2 separate regions of the Oryctolagus cuniculus genome follow, and region 1 is linked to region 2. The links are chromatin contacts, called in public Micro-C maps. All regions are on one chromosome and are shown on one strand. The core of a region is the stretch at or near the end of the contact, and the rest is flanking DNA. Distances in the headings are between cores, read along the strand shown.

The links. A called contact is a pair of places that touch in the nucleus more often than the background predicts.
Region 1: a Micro-C map of ear pinna shows a contact between it and region 2, with 2.3 times the contacts expected there. The contact joins the promoter of ZCCHC24 here to the enhancer-like site in region 2. A contact is called at or near these places in 3 of 6 Hi-C or Micro-C datasets (ear pinna, psoas muscle and an unstated tissue).

The regions. Positions count from the first base shown.
Region 1 is chr15:70,149,955-70,153,554 of mOryCun1.1, forward strand. ZCCHC24 (zinc finger CCHC-type containing 24) reads right to left here and starts at 1,293. Exons shown (of 4, transcript XM_002722890.5): 1 at 850-1,293. The coding sequence starts at 1,095.
Region 2 is chr15:70,089,454-70,092,944 of mOryCun1.1, forward strand. No RefSeq gene overlaps it. Among named protein-coding and RNA genes, the nearest start is that of PPIF, 11 kb to the left of the region's middle. Within about 2 kb of position 2,153, at least 3 of the 8 cell types and tissues checked have an H3K27ac peak or open chromatin away from gene starts, as enhancers often do. A contact at or near this core is called in ear pinna, where this site is marked.

The sequences.
Region 1 (3,600 bases), core at 43-2,542, 60 kb after region 2:
ACAGAGAGGTCTACAATTCCCAAATGAGGCAGGAAGCAAGTGGGCCGGGAGGAGGCAACAGGGAAGGGGCTGAGAGGTCAGGAATCTGTGTATTTATCTAGCTGGAAAGCAGGCACTGCCCGGCCACTTTGTAACTGAATCCACCAAAGAGCCAGACTTTGCAACACAGGCGCATAGGTTTGTGTAGAAGGCGCTGGGCAACTGAAACCTCTCCCCCCTATCTGGTCCCCCTCCCAAGAGCTCAAGAGGATTTCCATTTCATTTCCTTCCAGGCTGGGAGGGCAGGGGACAGCACAGTCTGTGGGGTCAAGCCCTCAGAAACCACTTCCTATGTGGCTGGGAGAGGGCGGGAAGCTGGGGGTCCCAGGGTGGGACGAGCAGGAGCGGCGAGTCATGGATCTCCAGGGGCTGGGGATCGCCGAGGACGGAGGAGAAAAGATCCTAGGCCCTTGCCAGAGGCTCTTCCCGTAGAATCTGCACTCCCGGTCCCAGCCAGCGGTGGCCAGGAGGGGATAGGGCTGGGCGTGGGAAGGACACTTGGAAGGGGCTCCCCGCCCTGGCCGCACCCGGCTGTTTGGAGAGACTCCCTCCCCAGACGCCCGCCACACGCACCCGTGCCCCCCAGCCCCCAGGACAAGCAGAGCTGCTCCGGGCCAGGCTCAGCCGGGAGGTGACGCGCTGCCGGAGCCCCGGGGACTTGGGGCGGCGAGTTTGGCAGAGCTGAACGAATTCAAGCCAAGCCCGGCCCGGCAGTGCGGAGTCGGCGAGGGCCGGGCCAGGAAGAGCCGGGCAGATAGGAAGCGGCCCGGAGCGGCGGGGCGCGAGGCGGGGGGAGCGCGGGGCACCCACCTCTCCGCGCTGCAGCTGGAAGAAGCTGTTGAGATAGCTGGAGTGCAGGGGCGAACCCAGCTGCTCCGGGCGGCCCTTGCCGAAGGCCAGCTCCGGGGGCGCGGCGCCGGCGGGCGGCTCCGGCCGGAAGGCATCGAAGGCACTGGCCTGGTGCGTGTCCTGCAGCGACAGGTAGACCCAGTTGAGCAGCTGGGCCGGCTGGTAGACCGAGGCGGCGCTCGTGTCGATGGCCGACAGCAGGCTCATTTTGCCGCGGCGGTGCCGGCCCCTCCCCGGCCGCCCGCTCGCGCCCCCCCTCCAGCGGAGGGGCGGGCACCGGGGAGCCTGCGCCCGCTGCCAGCCGCCCGGGCCGCGACGGCGATCGCCCCGCGCCCCGCGCCCTGCGCCCCGCGCGCTGCCCGCAGCCGCCGCCGCCGCCGCCGCCTCCCCCCGACTGCAGCCGGGGCGCGCGCGGGCGGAGGAAGGAGGCAGCGAAAGTTGGGCAGGAAACTTTCGGCTCCGCCCCGCCGCGCCGCCCGCCCCGCCCCGCCCTGCGATCCGCTATCTGCCTCAACGCTGACCCTTTCGGCGTCCGCCCCGTGGGCGGGGGCTCAGGAGGCCCCGCCCCCACCCTGCGCCGTCTTTCGCCCCCATTGGCTGCTCCGTTGAATATGGAATGAAGGGGGCGCGGCGAGAGGCGACCGGGGCGGATCTGCATGTGCAGAGCGGCGCTGGCTGGCCCGTGGGCGGCCCCCTTCCTAGCCCCACCCCGCCGCCGCCCGGCCCACCCAGCACCCGGACCCCGCGGCGAGCTCGGTGCCGCCCCGGCCTCTTCAGTGTCATCTCGCCTGCCCGAAGGCTCACTGCTGTCCTTTCCTCTGGACTCGCGTCCGCCTCCCTTGTTCCCCACGCCCGCTGCGGCCCGTGTCTCAGGGTCTCCCAGGCCCCGGGTCTCTCCGTCCGTCGGGCAGTCCGCGTCTACGCCTCCGTCTCCGTCTCTCTGCTTCTGGTCGGATGTTTCTCTGCGCTTCTCCCTCCCCTCGCTAGCACCGCGGGACCCTCCCCCTCCCACTTAATTCCTTCCATCTGCGGAATCGCTTCGCGGGCCGGCCGCGCCAGGGGGGGCCGGGGTTCCTGCCCGGGGAAGGACTCCCCGCCCCCTGCCCTCGCCTTCCCTCCACCCCCTCCGCCTTCTCCTGTTTCTGCCCCGGGCCCGCCTCGCCTCTCGCCGCTCTCGTCCGCCAGGACCCCAGTCCCGGGCCTCCCCTGGCGCTTCGGCGGGCTGCCGGGACCTCAGCTTGGGCCCTGGGGCCCCCGGGAAGGCGACTGTCACCCAGCTCCTCGGGACAACCCAGTTAGGCCTCCTCAGCCTGGGGGAGCTCCGGCCCGGCGCGACGGGCCCCTAACGACCAGGCCGCTGGGACCGATCGGCGGGGCCCAGCGGCTCGGTGCCCGCCCAGCGGACCTGCCTGCCTGCCTGGCGGAGGCCCCAAGTCATCTTTCCCACCTCCAGTCCGGCCCGGCGGCGTTCACTTTGCAGTGACCTCTGCGTGGCACTGGCCGCTGCGGGGGCGCCCGTTTCCCCCTCTGCAGGATGGGGTTGATCGCTGTCCGGCCCCAGGCGGTGTTTGCAAGCTCACCAAGTTGGGTTTGGAAAGCAGAAGGCGCTTTGTAAAGGTCAGCGATCCCGGAGGGTTTCTCCCTTTCCCTGTTCGAGGCCCGGCACCTAAGCGCATCCATGGATGCCCGCGCCAGGAGAGCCTCCTGGGGTCACCAAGTGCGGCCCTTTCCCACCAGCTAGAGCTCCTCTGATGTCAGATCTCCGTGCTTTCCAAGAAAACAATTTGCAATGCTCGATGCAAAATATAGCGTGTATCCTTATCATACCTAATTATTTATATGCATCAAAGACACACCTAGAAACTACCTTTTATATTTTTGAACAGTGTTAAACCTATTTGTTTAAACAGAAAACACATGTCTGTTGGAAATGTGATAACTAATTTTTAGAAATTTATTTATTTGAGGTGCTGGCGCTGTGGTGTGGAAGGTAAAGCCACCGCCTGCAGTGTTGGCATCCTATATGGGTGCCGGTTAGAGTCCCCACTGCTCCACTTCCTATCCAGCAGAGGCAGAGAGAGAGAGAGAGAGAGAGAGAGAGAGAGAGAGAGAGAGAGATCAGTCTTTCATCTGCTGGTTCACTCTCCAGATGGCCGCACGGCCAGAACTGCGCTGATCCGAAGCCAGGAGCCAGGAGCTTCTTCCAGGTCTCCCACACAGGTGCAGGGGCCCAAGGACTTGGGCCATCTTCCACTGCTTTTCCAGGCCACAGTAGAGAGCTGGATTGGAACCAGTGTCTGCTTCAGAATGATACATTAATATGTGTAAGAAGCCCTAGAACAATTCCCAAAGAAATAACTCACAAAATACAATGAAAGGGGCCGGCGCTGTGGTATAGCAGGTAAAGCCACCTCCTGCAGTGCTAGCATCCCATATGGGCGCTGGTTCGAGTCTTGGCTGCTCCAGTTCCAATCCAGCTCTCTCCTGTGGCCTGGGAAAGCAGTAGAAGATGGCCCAAGTCCTTGGGCCCCTGCACCCACGTGAGAGACCTGGAAGAGTCTCCTGGCTCCTGGCTTCGGATCAGCTCAGCTCCAGCCATTGCAGCCAATTGGGGAGTGAACCAGCAGATGGAAGACTCTCTCCCTCTCTCTCTCTCTCTTTCTCTCCCCTTCTCCCTCTATGTAACTCTGATTTTCAAATAAATAAATAAAT
Region 2 (3,491 bases), core at 903-3,402:
AGAAAGAAGACAGTGGCAGGATATGGCAACACTCCAGACAGCGTTGACATGGAGGAAGTGGGGGAGTGGGGTCCTGAGAATGATTATCTCCTATTTTCTGTGTTGTTTCCACTTTATATTGGACATGCATGCTTTTTTTAATATTTCATTTATTTATTTATTTGAGAGGCAGAGTTACAGATAGTGAGATGGAGAGACAGAGAGAAAGGTCTTCCATCCACTGGTTCACTCCCCAAATGCCCACAATGGCCGGAGCTGAGCCAATCTGAAGCCAGGATCCTGGAGGTTCTTCCAGGTCTCCCACACAGGTGCAGGGGCTCAAACGCTTGGGCCATCTTCCACTGCTTTCCCAGGTCATAGCAGAGAGCTTGATTGGAAGAGGAGCAGCCGGGGTTTGAATGGTGGTCATATGGGATGCCGGCGCCGCAGGCATAGGATTAACCTACTGCGCCACAGCGCTGGGCCCCATGCATTATTTTTCTAATCAAGGAGAAAACTGATATTTGACAGTTTCACTCAAGCACAGATGCAGATGCAGGAGGCCCCGGGAGCCCTGTACTGGGCAGGTTGAAGCTTCCTTGAGATTGGGCGGGAGGTGGGGAAATAAAATCCCCGTAGTCTCCCAGGCAGCACAGGTGCGCCCACCAGCAGTAAGTCGCAGTCTCCGCTGTAGCCACCAGGGGGCAGCAGGTATCAGCCGCTGGGTGCCAGAGGCGCTCACTGGGGAATTCTGAGCCGCAGTGGGAGGGAGCAGTCTCCAAGGCGGTGCCAGGCTGGGGTCCTGTTCCCAGTTACACGCTAGGCAAGGCTCCCTCACCAAGGAAAGGAAGGCAGAAGCCCTGAGAGCTAGGTTGACAGGGTGAAGTGCCTGGGTGGGGAGGAGTGTGGCCTCTGGGCTAGCAGGGGCGCCTGCAAACCCCAGCCCCATCCCGGGAGCCAGGCGCGGGTTCCCGGGGTTCCTGCCAGCTGGTCACAGTGCAGACTTCCAGAGGCGCTGGGCTGGAGGGGCCGGGAAGGAGGCAGAGAAAGGAGTCACAGGACCTCCCCTACCGGCTCAGGTGGGCGCAGTAGTTCATGGCAGGTCCTGGATCTCATCTCCAGAGCTTCAGGGGACACGTGCAATTTGGCATCGGGTCCGAGTGACCCCTGTATGAGCATGGTCCTGGGTTACCAAGTTGCCCAGAGCCTGGGGGGAGCAAAGATGGTGGGCATCGGAGTGTTGCTCAGCTCCGGGCCTTGGGCAGAAAGACCTGCTCCTGGCAGAGATGGGGGAGGTGGCCTTGGAAACTCCTGGGGGCTGCCCAGGGAGACAGAGCCCAGGTGCTGGCCTGGCCTGCATGCTGGGACACAGAGGGGGCAGGAGCAGGGCTGCCCCACCCCCGTGGGGCCCCTGGGGACTTTCCAAGAATGGAGGTGTAAGGAGGGGGCCCCTTGGGGGTTGGGCCTGGCTTCCACGCAGGCCTCCAGTGAGCATGGGACCTGCACTGGAGAGTTCTCGGGCAGGCTGGGCAGGGGTGAGGCCCAGGGTGGAGTGGAGGGGCATGGGGAAAGCTGCCAGGCAGTTTGGAAGGGCAGCACAGCTGCGGAACCCCAGACCTGCTGTACCCCTGGGGCTGGGGCTGGGGATGGGGGCAGGGGTGGCTCTGGGAGGGGACACAGAGACGGGCTCTGTGCTTTGCTAGCTCCCCCATCTGTGAAAAGGGGACCCGTCGAAGTCCCCACCTCACAGGGCCAGTGCAAGGTCAAGTGATGATGCTGAGTGGACCTTTGGCCTCATGGCTAAGATGCCCGTGTCCCCTGTCAGAGGACCTGGGTTCGAGTCCCAGCTCCCAATGCCAGCTTCCTGCTAGGGCAGACCCTGGGAGGCAGCCCGTGGTGGCTCAAGCCTGGATGTGGGAGACCTGGACTGAGTTGCTGGCTCCTGGCTTCAGCGTGACCAAGTCTTTGTTGTTCTGTTTGTGTGGGGCATGGAGGGAGTGAGCCAGTGGGCAGAGCTCTGCCTGTTTCCTGGGACTTGGGCGTGGCCTCTCTCACCTTCCTGGGGTCCTAGCTGGAGTTTCCTCATCTTCTAGCATGGGCGCTGGCTGGGAGGACCAGGCCGTGGCTCCAGCGTGGGCGCTGGCTGGGAGGTCCCGTGGACCTTGCCCACAGCAGTGCCACTCGGGCCGCAGAGGAGGGCACAGGTCCACTCAGTGCAACCATGTGTGTCTGTCGGTGTGTCCGTGTGAGTATGTATATGTGCTTATGAGTGCAGTGTGTGTTGTTAGTACACGTGAGTGCTGGGGTAGGGGTGTCTGTGAGTGTGTGTGTGTATGTGTGTAATTGTGTGTATGCGTGTGTGTGTATGTGTGTGATTGTACGTGTGTGTGCCTTTTCGAGTATGTGCAAGTGTGTATGTGTGTGTGTGTGTGTGTTGGGCCAGGGCTGGGGATCCAGCCTGGGGATCCATGGTGGGGGCGGTGACAGAGAGGCCCCTGTGCCCCAGAACAGGCTGTTCCTGGCTCAGCCCAGAGCTCTGGGGGAGCAGCCAGACGCCTGACTCTGGAGGGGTGGGGAGGCCACCCCATCCTGGCACCCTGCCCCTCCCCGCCTCTCAACTCCTCCTGGCTCCTTCTCCCCGGCCCCCAGACACTGCGGGAGGCAGGCAGGCGCCCTGGCCAGGCAGCAGCTGCAAGGGTGGCATTGGGACGCCCCCCACCCAGGGTCAGGGCGACTCATGGTGGGGCCAGGCCTGGCCAGGGCACTGAGCCTGGCCTCAGGAGGGGCTGGGTGCCCTCGGTCTGCTGGGGGAATGACGGGCACCCCTGGCACAGAGCGGGGAGGTCTGAGGGTGCGGGAGCCTGGGACCAGGGATTCAGCTCCTGGCTCAGCCACCTGTCCCCGGTGACCCGAGGTGAGCTCTTGCCCCGCCAGGGGCACCTCAGCTTGGGCCCAGAGTGGGGCCATCCTCCTGGGGCCCCTAGGCCCGCTCTGGTGCACTCTGCCCTGGACAGCCAGCTGCCTCTGAACGTGGGCATTAAGTCCAACCGGAAATCCTTCCTGTCCTGGGGAATTACCGGCTTCCACAGCTCTCAGCGATGTTGAAACGCAGGCTGTGGCGGACTTGGGTTTGTTTTCTTTGCATGAAAAACAAAAGAAAACAAACACACGGGCGCAGGCACCCTGACACACACGTTCAGGGGCAAGGGCCCAGCACAGCACACCACAGTGGGGGCCGGGTCGGGGCTGCAGGGTGAGCAAGTGGACCCGGGGGTCCTGAGTCTCACACAGGCCCCTCTGGTCCCCGCTGTGTGGTCTCTGGCGAGGGGCTCCTGCCTGGGCCACAGACAATGGGAGCAAGAGATTCACGTGCCCCTGGACCCCTGGCGCCAAGCAGCGTGCGGGTCTTGTGCTCAAGGCTGTGTTATCTGTACAATATGCCGAAGCTAAGAGCCAGGAATTGCATCTGGGTCTCCCACATGGGTGGCAGGGGCCCAAGCACTTGGGCTGTC